2 separate regions of the Gossypium hirsutum genome follow, and region 1 is linked to region 2. Evidence: chromatin contacts called from public Hi-C data. All regions are on one chromosome and are shown on one strand. The core of a region is the stretch at or near the end of the contact, and the rest is flanking DNA. Distances in the headings are between cores, read along the strand shown. Region 1 holds the start of LOC107887200 (protein SUPPRESSOR OF QUENCHING 1, chloroplastic). Region 2 has its middle 36 kb from the start of LOC121224966.

The links. Hi-C and Micro-C count contacts between places; a contact is called where the count stands out from the background.
Region 1: a Hi-C map of leaf shows a contact between it and region 2, with 2.3 times the contacts expected there. The contact joins the promoter of LOC107887200 here to the enhancer-like site in region 2. A contact is called at or near these places in 3 of 34 Hi-C or Micro-C datasets (callus and leaf).

What each region holds. Positions count from the first base shown.
Region 1 is chrD13:39,837,985-39,843,364 of Gossypium_hirsutum_v2.1, forward strand. LOC107887200 (protein SUPPRESSOR OF QUENCHING 1, chloroplastic) reads left to right here and starts at 3,239. Exons shown (of 28, transcript XM_016811371.2): 1 at 3,239-3,831; 2 at 4,106-4,206; 3 at 4,335-4,391; 4 at 4,473-4,567; 5 at 4,699-4,798; 6 at 5,051-5,109; 7 at 5,367-5,380. The coding sequence starts at 3,486.
Region 2 is chrD13:39,553,429-39,559,380 of Gossypium_hirsutum_v2.1, forward strand. It overlaps the pseudogene LOC107920603. Among protein-coding and RNA genes, the nearest start is that of LOC121224966, 36 kb to the right of the region's middle. Within about 2 kb of position 4,178, at least 4 of the 9 cell types and tissues checked have an H3K27ac peak or open chromatin away from gene starts, as enhancers often do. A contact at or near this core is called in leaf, where this site is marked.

The DNA.
Region 1 (5,380 bases), core at 1,989-4,488, 280 kb after region 2:
TGAATTGAAGGAAAAATGAGGAAGGGCTAGAAGTGAAATTTTATCAAAATAATTTATGATTCGTGAATAGCATTATAGGGAAAGTTGAAGGACTAATTAATAGTTACTTAAATTAGATAATTATGAAAAGCTTAATGATTAAGGACTCAATTGTGAAAAATCTATTTGGTTGGAATATTTATTTATTATTTATTTTAATTAATAAATTAAGTATATATTTTTATAGAATATTACAGAAAGATGATGAAAAATAAAGTATGATTCATGAATGGCATTATAGGGAAAGTTGAAGGACTAATTAATAGTTAATTAAATTAGATAATTATGAAAAGCTTAATGATTAAGGGCTAAATTGTGAAAAATCTAATTTGTTGGAATATTTAATTATTTGTTATTTTAATTAATAAATTAAGTATATATTTTTATAGAATATTATAGAAAGATGATGAAAAATCATCCATGTCATCTCTATCTTCATGCCACCTTAAATATTACACCATATCAACTTTTGCTTTTATTACAAATAAGTTCTCTCCACCATTTTGAAGCTTAATTCCTCCAATTTCTTTCATGAATCCTTAGTAAAATCATTAGAAAAGCTTGTTAGCCACCTTGATTTCATGAAAAGAGCATCAATAGTTGTCTTGGAGGAGAGCGAAAATAAAAATTAGGATTTGATTACAAGTGATTAAGGTAAGAATGGTAAGTTTCTTTATGAAATTCATATTAGTTTCATTTAAATAGCATAGATATGTTATTTGATTATGATTCTAACAAGTAAATGTTATATGTTTTAATATGGAAATAAAGAAAAAGAGAAGAAAAGTGAAGGATTGACTGGAGAAAAAGGAAAGGCAATAGTCAAGGAGTAAAGAAAGAAAAAAAGATTTCATCCAAACTTCGATTGTAATTACTTCAAGAATTTTACTTTGATTTAATTTTAATTTAGATATAGGTTATGTTAAATTAGTTAACTTAATTAAAATATGGTAATATTATGTGCGTAAATCTTAATAAATAGTGATGAATATAGTTGAATTTTGATTATATGAAAAATTGATTTAACATATTGAAATAATAGCAAAAAAAATACTAAATTGTATAATGTACAAATTTGTTATGAGAACTGAAAATTTGATAAATTGGATTGTGAATGAAGTGTAAAGAATAAATGAAAGTGTGAAAAATGAAAGTGTGGTTGAATTACAAAGTATAGTGAATTTCATGATAATAAGAACTAAATTGTCAAAAGTGTAAGTTTAAGTGATTTTCATTTGGTGGAGTGTATATAAAGGAATAATTGTATAAAAGCCCATATAGACGAAATGAGAACTAATAAGATATGAATGGCATACCATTAGGAATTCTATGCGCGTAAATGAAATGTGGCACTTCAATGCGATGAAAAGTGGCACTTTGGTGCAATACTGTGATTGTTTCGTATATCCTATATGTTATGTTTAGTCTACAATGGGCTATATCAATGAAATATGGTAAGAGAATATTGTCAATGGATCCGGTATGTGATTCACGTCTTGCGAAATGATTCTTATTTATTAGTATTAGTTTTATGAAATTATACATATTCTAATGTTAGCTAAATCTTAAATAGAAAGTTTAATTCTTGTAATACTTACTAAGTTGTCACAAGAACACATTACTTTCCAATACGTAGGTAAAGATTAGACTTGAAGTGCTAAAGTAGAGGATCGACATCAACTATGACATGTACATAGGTAAAGTTAATTTGTGAATATAAGCTTTTTGTTGGACTTAATTGTAGAACTTGAAACTCTTTGCTAACATTATAAACTTAGCCTTATTTGAATGAGTTTATAATGAATTATGTGTTCTTGAGATTGGAATTGAACTTATATGAATGGTATGTTGATTGAATTGGTAGAGATTTGATATTTGAATAGGGTTATAGGTGATGAAATCTGAAGAAATGGAAAATTTTAAAAATAGAGTGCACGTCACAACATCAAGATTACCATGTCCCGACGACATAAGTCAGTATGTGACGTTGCAATGTGGAACCCTCGACATTGCGATGTCAGTCTTAAATTTTATAATTTAGTACCTAGTCAATCTTTGACTATTAAAAGAGCTATTAGAAGCTCGTATAAAATTTAGGCATGTGTTTGAATTATATTAGAAATGTTTAATGACCTCAATAACTTGAATGAGTTGATGAAATGAAATGAATTTAATTATCGTTGCTTCAACAACAAATGTAGCATTTCAATATCTTGACCCGACGATCGGGTCAGGTATGGGGGAGTTACAAAAAAAGTGTCAAACTCTGGTACCAAATGATATATTATTAAGCCATAAAGAAATAAAAATAAAATATTGTGATATATTATTTTATTAATAAAAATATAATTTGAAATAAATATAAATTATTTTTAATAATTTCATAAATATTATAAACTAATATAATTATAAAAGAACAAAAGAGAAGAGTAGAAAAAAGAAAGAATAATTCAACTTCCACTTGGATAAAATAATTCCATACGAATAGTTCCTCTGAGACATCTAAATATATATTTAATTCCATTACAATGTCTCTGTGTTTGAGAAGAATTAAATTTTGCTAACAAGTTCACTATGAATGTTATATCAGGTCGTGCGTTGTTTGCAAGATACATTAATGCCCTACGTTGTTTGCAGGATACATTAAATATGATACTTCATGACCAAAAATTATTCTCAGTCTTTATTCCCATCTAGTGATTTTACAACTATTGATGTATTCAATGAATATGATTTATCCATGTAAAATTTGTTTAAGATTTTTTTTGTATAAGCTTACTAACGGAACATCGAGACAAAATTTTGTTTTTATAATATCTTTCATCTCAATTTTTTAAAAATCAATTTATTGTATTTTAAAAATAATATTTAAAACCTCAACGTAAACAACAATTATCTTTTTTTATATTATATTAAAAGAAAAAAATGTTAAAAATCAAGAACAAAAATTTGATTTGTCATTCTCCTATTAGAAAGAGATAAGAATGACGTGGAATCACAATTTTATATATTTTTTTCTCTTATATTAATGATGAGGAAACATGGCTAGTAGCCGTCGTGTTTTCATAAATATTAAATAATAAATATGGAGTATTTACAAATTTTAATTCAATTATCATTATCTATTTTCAGTGGGCCCTGTCTCTAGTTTAATGTCACTAAGACCCATACAAATGCACCAAAACGGATAAAGCACCAATTATTGCCAGCCAAATGAAAAATCAGCAGAAGACGAAGTCTTCATCTCCACCACTACTTATAGTATAAACACCATCCAACCATTTTCAGTGCACTACAAGGACAAATAGCCCAACAATTCAAAGGTCTGTTTTAATTACATCAAGGATGATATAGTCCACCAAAAAAAAACCCAAACAATTTAATCCTGAAAATCTCCTTTCCAGGAACCAGTTACCGCCACTCAAACAGAAAACTCAGTTTGTGCTATGGCCGTGAGACTATTGTCAACTCCAACTGCTCTGTCTCACCCAACAAAGCTCTCCTTCTTCTCATCACCCAAACCCATATCAACAGCAACCTCCTTCTTTCAATGGAGATCCAAGTGCAGAGTTTTTACAGGGAAAATGGTGGTAAAGGCATGTGTTAAGGTGGAAGAAAAGAATGTGAAAGAAACTAGTAAACAAGAATGGGGCAAGGTGTCTGCTGTACTTTTTGACATGGATGGAGTGTTGTGCAATAGTGAGAACCCTTCTAGAAAGGCTGCTGTTGATGTTTTTGCAGAGATGGGTGTCCAAGTCACTGCGGAGGACTTTGCTCCTTTCACTGGAATGGGTAAAATTTTAGTTTGATCCCTTGATATTTATTTTAAGTTTCTCCTGTTATGGATAGTCTTCCATAAATTTGAGTGATTCGGAAAAGTAAGAATTTTGAGGAATGTAGGTGATTAATTGTATGGTGCTGATTAAGAAGTAAATGTGTTTCAAAGAGTCCTTCGTAAATATGTAAATCTGCGACAAATAGTTCTTCTGATTTATTGTTAATTAATTTTGATGTCACGAAGAGCTGTTAACTTTACCTGCATATTTCTACTTTACTGATATACCAGGTGAAGCAAACTTTTTAGGAGGCGTTGCTTCTGTTAAGGGTGTTAAAGAATTTAACACTGAGGCAGCAAAAAAGAGATTCTTTGAGATATATCTTGATAAGGTAATCAGCACTTAGTTTTTATATGGAGAGTTATTCTTTCTTCTTATGAAAGGACCATCATACAATGCCCATTTTTAGTGTTTGTCAGTGAACAAATTTTCACACAAAAAGTTCTTTCCTTCTTGTAGTATGCAAAACCTAATTCTGGAATAGGATTTCCAGGTGCTTTTGAGCTCATTAATGAGGTACGGAAGCCAATTGTCACTAGTGAGATAATGATGTCACCTCAGGTTTATGATCATATGATGGAATATTCTGTGTGACAGTGTAAAAACAAAGGCCTAAAAGTTGCTGTTGCATCCAGTGCTGATCGTGTCAAGGTTGATGCTAACTTAGCTGCTGCTGGATTGCCATTATCAATGTAAGCCAACTGCCAACCTAATATAGTTGTTTGGATGAATATATTGGTTGTATATTTTCATTTTTAGCTTTTCAGCATCAATCTGTTTTTTTTTTCTTGTTCTTATTATGGTTCTAGCCTTTATATATCAGGTTCGATGCTATTGTGTCAGCAGATGCTTTTGAGAATCTGAAACCTGCTCCAGATATTTTCTTAGCTGCATCAAAGATATTAGACGTTTCCCCCGATGAGGTATATCTAGTTCTCTCCCCTCTACCAGTTGCAACTGTCATGTTTCATGCACCTATCATACTTCCCATTTCTCTCGTGGGTGGCGTACCACTGTCTGTTAGCTGAACTTTGATAGCTTTATGACTTGCTTGGAGAATTTTATATTCTTGTTACAATAATCCTGCAGAGCTTCTGTTGTTAAAATTCTTTGTTTCCTAAAGTTCCATTGTAATTCTTCTGCTGAGAAATATGACATCTACCTAAATTTGCCAGTGTGTTGTTATTGAAGATGCTTTGGCTGGAGTACAGGCTGCTACTGCAGCAAAAATGAGGTATATGATCTATATTCATGTTTGTTTCTATTTACTTTGCTTTTTACTTCCTTCTTTATTTTCTTTTCACACTTTCAACTTGGGGGAAGAATATGATTTGCTTACATGATTAATATGTTGTATCAAAATCATCTGCTTTTCCCTTTTCTTAACATATAGATTAATGTTTAGGTTGTGCTTGTCAACCATTTGCTTCTCTCATCATACAGAAATGGAGTAACTTTATAGTAATTCTAATCATTCTCCATTGCCTGCAGATGCATAGCTGTGA
Region 2 (5,952 bases), core at 2,928-5,427:
ACATCAGTGGCATGAGAAAGTCTGTCATGTCATTCACATTGCACACTTTATAGCATCCTTAAGAATGTTTTCTACATCCATCAAGATGTAAGGCATAATCATTAAAATAGATCTCAAAAGTTTACATATTCATGAAGCTGCAAACATATTTATATTTTATGTTTCCAGAGGAAAGCAACAGATGACCTGACTATAGATAAACTTTGTCAAAGTTTGGCATCCAAGGATCTGTGTAGCCTCTTGCTTAGAGTTATCAAGCAGTTCGCTAACAACATTCAGCAAGTTAACAGCAAAATATGCCCTACAAGGTGAAAAAGAAAGATTTATTATACAAGAAAAGGCATTATAGTTAATAACCCCCCACATAACACATGAAAACATAATGAACATAACATAAAAAACAGTAAGTTACTTACATCTGTTCCTTGCACATGCAAAGCAACTTGTTGTAAGCCTCTATAACGATATTGATGAATTTGACGTGCTTACAGCGCAGCTCTTTGTAGCATCTTTCTTCAAGGTACTTGGCAATCTATTAAAAGCAGAGAAATCCACAATATCTGAGTCTGCTTACCTATTACTGGCAAACAAATAAGAAAGATAGTAATTACTACCTTTGGAATTCGGAAAGGATTTCTCGCAGCATATTCACATAACTTCGTAATTTTCCTTTCATTTGGAGGAGCACCCTACAATGCATTGCAAGGCATTAAGTTTACAATCCTAGCTTATCAAAAAGTGGATGCAATGCAAAATGAACAATGACTCTTCAGAAATGCACCAACTGAATAATTAATCGCATCTAACAATTTTGCTTAATCTCCAGTTACTTCCAAGATCCAACCAAAGAATAACTTTTTTTCTTTTAAAGTATAAAACAACATAAAGGAACCAACTCTAGAGGAGTGTATTTTTATTCTATTAATGTGAAATTACAGTACTCAAATGGCATTAGAGTCAAAGCCGAGAACTCTAGGCAGCTATGTAGCTCAACTCTTCATTTTGCATAAATATGAGTGTAGGATATGAATCTCCAAATACATGAAAAACTTATGTCAAAATTGAACATATCCTTACAGGACACATACTTGTATCCGACACTCACACGTGAGTCCGAGTAACCAACTGAATAGCCACAATCACAGCAACAACCTAGCGCCGATTCAAAAAGAAAAACTCTAGCAGACATTATTGGCATATTGCAGGATGAAATATTCCTTATTGATACCCCCACATTAAAAATTAAAGTACTCAAAATCAAGCTAACTTAAATAGCCATCACCAAAAACCCAAATATGTACAAAGATTTCCTCTGTAGTTTCGCCAAGACCACCATTTATAATCCAAAAAGAAGAAAAAGAAAAGAGTGGATACTCACAGGAGACTTGGGGAATATTTCAGACAATAATTTCTTGTAACGCTTAACAGGTTGTCGAGATCTTGACCTCAAAGCAGGACAGCACACACACATGCTTTCACAAGCTGGGAAGATCTTCCTGGAGATGATCCCCATTTCTGTGCATGCGCAAAGGACAAGTTTTAGATTAGAAGAACAGTGAACAAACCTAAAACTATCTTATCTTTGTTCTCCAAATAATGAACCAAACTTTCCACCATACAAAGATAGCATATTTAATGCACCCCTTTTCCTAAAAAAGAGAAGAAAAGAAAGAACGGATGAAAGAACGAATCATAAATTAACTAAAGGATAAATTTTAAGGTCAGACAAGAACAATGGTGAACTATTTGTACCTAAAACAACGTAATAAGGCTTGTTATTTTTATTTTTTTTGGAAAAAGGGAAAAACCACAATGTCCAAAACAAAATGCAGAGGCCAATATACCACCAGCCCAGAAAATAAAAAGAGATGTAATAAAATTTACCACATAAACATAAATTAAAGACCCTACTTGGAAGGTATTAATAATGGGATGAAGAGCAGAAGAGAGCTCCCCCTGCAGTGGGTGGCAGATCTGCAGGAGCAAGAATCGTAGAAGAGAGTGAAAGAAAACAAATGCAAACAGCGGGGGGAAAGTGATTAAAGAGCAAAAGGGCGTGGCTCAAGGAAAGGCACATGAAAAAGAGAGAGAAAGATACAGAGATATACATATACGTAGAGAAAGAGAGAGAGTATAAGCAACATCACGTGATGGGGTGTCAGATTTTCTAATCTACGTATGTTTGCTTAGTGGTAAAAGTGAAAAATGTCTTTACTTTCGTGACAGAAATTGGAAGACCCCCAAAACTCAAAACTCAAATAAAAAAAAAATGGAAAATCAAGCAGACAACATCCAGTTCCAAAGTACTTGCAATCCTAATTACCAACAACTACTTTTCTTTTAGCAGTGTTTGAAAATTGAAAACCAATGAAAAAAGAGCTGTTCCCCTTTCATCATTCTTTGAAATTTGCTTTTATTGTAGTCAGTGTACTCCATGTCTCAAAGAAATCCTAATTTTGAAAAGGGATGATAAATTTTTACAGTTTCATAGAACTTTCTTATTTTTACAGTGGATACATAACATAATATTCAAATAAAAGAAAAAGGCATGCTTGCTTATATTCTTTTATTTTGATTGATGGTAAGATGGTGAAAGACAAATACAAATTACTTGATGAATCATCATTTGTTTTGCAACATTAAATTTATTGGAGACAAAGAGGAGATGGTGATGATACAAAAGAACCTGTTTACCTAAACAAATGGAGAGTTAAAAAGAAATAAGAGGAGAAGGAAGGATGGTGTGAAGGCATTAAAAGGAGTGTAGAGAATAGGCGCTCAAGATTGCTAAAGAGGAAGATCTATTTTTCCTTTTGTCTTAGAGTATTTATAACGAAACTCTTCTTCTCTAGTGATGTGATAAGGTAGTTACCATCATGGAGTATATGAAGGATGTGTGTAACATTACTTATTTTGTTATTTTTTTTGAGTAGTATAAGATTCTTATGCTCAAATGGGCCTTAATGGTCTCTAAAAAAAGTGTTTATATTTGAAGAAATGTTCATACTGAAAAGCGGGTAACCAAATCATGATAAGTGGAAAGCTTGATGAAAAAGGATGTTCCCTTTATTAATAGGTGGTTTCATGGCGAGTAGTTAGTCAGTGAAGTTAAACAATTGAAAATAGCTCAAAGAACATGAGGTGAAGAACCATCTTCAAACATCCACCTAGTACCTTCCGAGAGTATCAAATGTCAAACCCGAATGAGGTATAACAAACTTTGTTAATGAGTAATATCATAGACATTAACCTCTTTTAACTTATATGACATTGAAACTATAGTGCAAACTAAAATACTTAAAAAGAACAGTAGAACTGTTCTCAATAGCTTTGCACTTATTACAACTGATCGTAAGCCTTTTATTCCATTAAAACGGGGTAAAGAAGTTAGTATGAACCCTCAGCCATATATAGTAGAGGCATCATCTATTTTACAAATGGAAGTTGCAATGAAATCAATATATGCCACCAGCTTAGATATTAGATATGAAAGGGGTAGGTTTGGTAAAGCAGGTAGTCCAATGATTTACAACTAATTACTTGTGATTGTTATTAGAAACTTTCCTATAGGAATTTTGAGTGTGGACCCTGTTGATTTCGTTGTTCTAGGAATTGAGTGCATTTAACTAATACAATAAATAATTTAGTATGTTGTTTTATAATGCTTTTTTTAAGGATATAATTGTCAGGAGGAATCTTAAAAGTTCTCAAAGCAATACTATTTTAGAGTAGAAAATGTTGAAAAAAAAACAGTTTTATTTATTTATTTATTTAATAACCAGTTCATTATTCATTGCATTAGCAATTACCTACACTATGAAAAGTAAATTACTATCAAAATCTCAGTGGTAGGAAATTCAATACTTCTTAAGTCAGATTTTATGTTAAAATCTTATGTAAAAAGAAAAAGCTTTATCCCATTAAAATATTCAAAATTTTCAATTTCAAACTTAATCGAGATCTAATGTTATTTTCGAAAAATTAACAAAATAAAAATTGAAAGATGCATAGAGGGTAATGATACTTGAACTTTATTGGAAGAAAATAATCTTAAAAGTAAAAAATTTATTACCTATTCGTGTATGGCTTATAATGTGAATGGTCCAAGAGTTGCAGCTTACTGCCTAGGTTCGGTGGCCCCATTTAATGCAGGGTTTGAATCCCATCCATGTGGTCTAAGCTTGTCCTACTTTTTAATGATATGATCACTGTCTTACATTCACACATGATAAAAAGCGAAGATACCAAGCTGTAGTTTGAAAGTTTTCGATATTATTGGTGATCTGTAAATCTAATGATAAGAATAAAGAAGACGACCCCACTAAACAAAACCTTCACAATTATGTTTTATGTATATATAGCCCTTTGTAATAGGATTGAGGTTTTCTGCTACCTTTGGTTGTAATATTGGATGGATATGTTGAATAATGGCATTTAATTGGTAGTTAATTAGATGAGCATGTTCACTTGCAAGAACATGCAATTACAATATACCAAAACATCATTATCAACTTGCATGTTTCATTGTTCAATGTTGGGTATAAAGTGTATATATATGTTCCGTCTTCGTTTCTGTGGACAATTAAAGTTTTGGCTTTAAGAAAACTACAAAAGAAGTTGAGATTTTCCATCAATTAAGGAATTCTATATACATTGATTCCTATCATCACGTGGGAGAAAATATATTAAATTCTTCATAAAATCAGGATACGGGAATTAACTAGATAATGACTATCTATACAAATTCTACATTCTAATATATAATACAAAAAAAAATTGAATCCAAAGCAAAGCATATGATAGAGCAAATAGAAATAGTTAATTTAAATCATGAATATATTTTTTAATTTATTAAATAATTATTTTTTTATTTTATTAATTAATGAAAATAAGATTATTTAAATTGATCTTGAATAAAAATTAGAGATTATTAATACAATGTACAACAAAGATGAGAATAGGGTAGTGTTGAGGAGGCTAATTCACCTTGAGAGGTAAAAAGGCAAAAAAAGAAAAAAAAAAAAACAGGACACACAAAAGAGTTTGAGAAAAAGATTGAGGGGGATAACTACTCAAAAGTTAACGGAAGAGGTCAAAGGATCTCTTTTTCATTACTTGAAATGGTATTTATAAAAGAAATCATTTTGTCTGTTAGTATGAAGTGACAGACTTTGCAAAAGAATTATCATAAAAAAATATATGTAAAATGTACATAGTTAGATCTATTCTATTATGACAATACAAAATTATTATAGTGCGTAAAAGTATTTTTAAATATAATTTAAATCATAAATCAAAATTTTACATATAATTTTTTAATTTATATAATTAATATAAAATAATATTATTTAAATTGTTGGTAATAAAAAATGGGGATATGATTGAGATTTCAAACCAACAATAAATTGAGTGGCAAATATCAATGATTAGGTACATCGCACTATCGCTAGTAACCGATGAAACCAAAAATAGCTAGCAAAGGTATTCAATTCCTCAAACTTTCTTTTTCAACCATTAGCTTGGTTTAGATGGCTGAGGGAGAAAGAAGCGGTGTTGGAAATTTTTAAACCCACCAGTGTTCACAGCTGAGACAGTGCCCTTGTGTATGGCTTTTCTATAAAAATAATCCGAAACTTTTTATCAATTATAAATAATGAAATTGAGTGGAGTAAAAGAGATTAGCATGACCCACTTATCACGTCAACTAATTATTAGTTGTTAGAATTAAAAAATTAACTTTTTAAGTGGGTAAATTTATTTGACATTATTTGCATAAATATCACTCCACTTTAATGTGTCAGACTTTTTTTAAAGTGATTTTTATTTTTTTTATAATTTAAATTATTATTTTATTAGTGGTGGAGTCAAATAGAATGATCTGCTGCTATTATTTTTTTGATTTTTTAAATTGTTTTTTAATAGGAAAAATGATTTTTTTTTATTTTTGTAGAG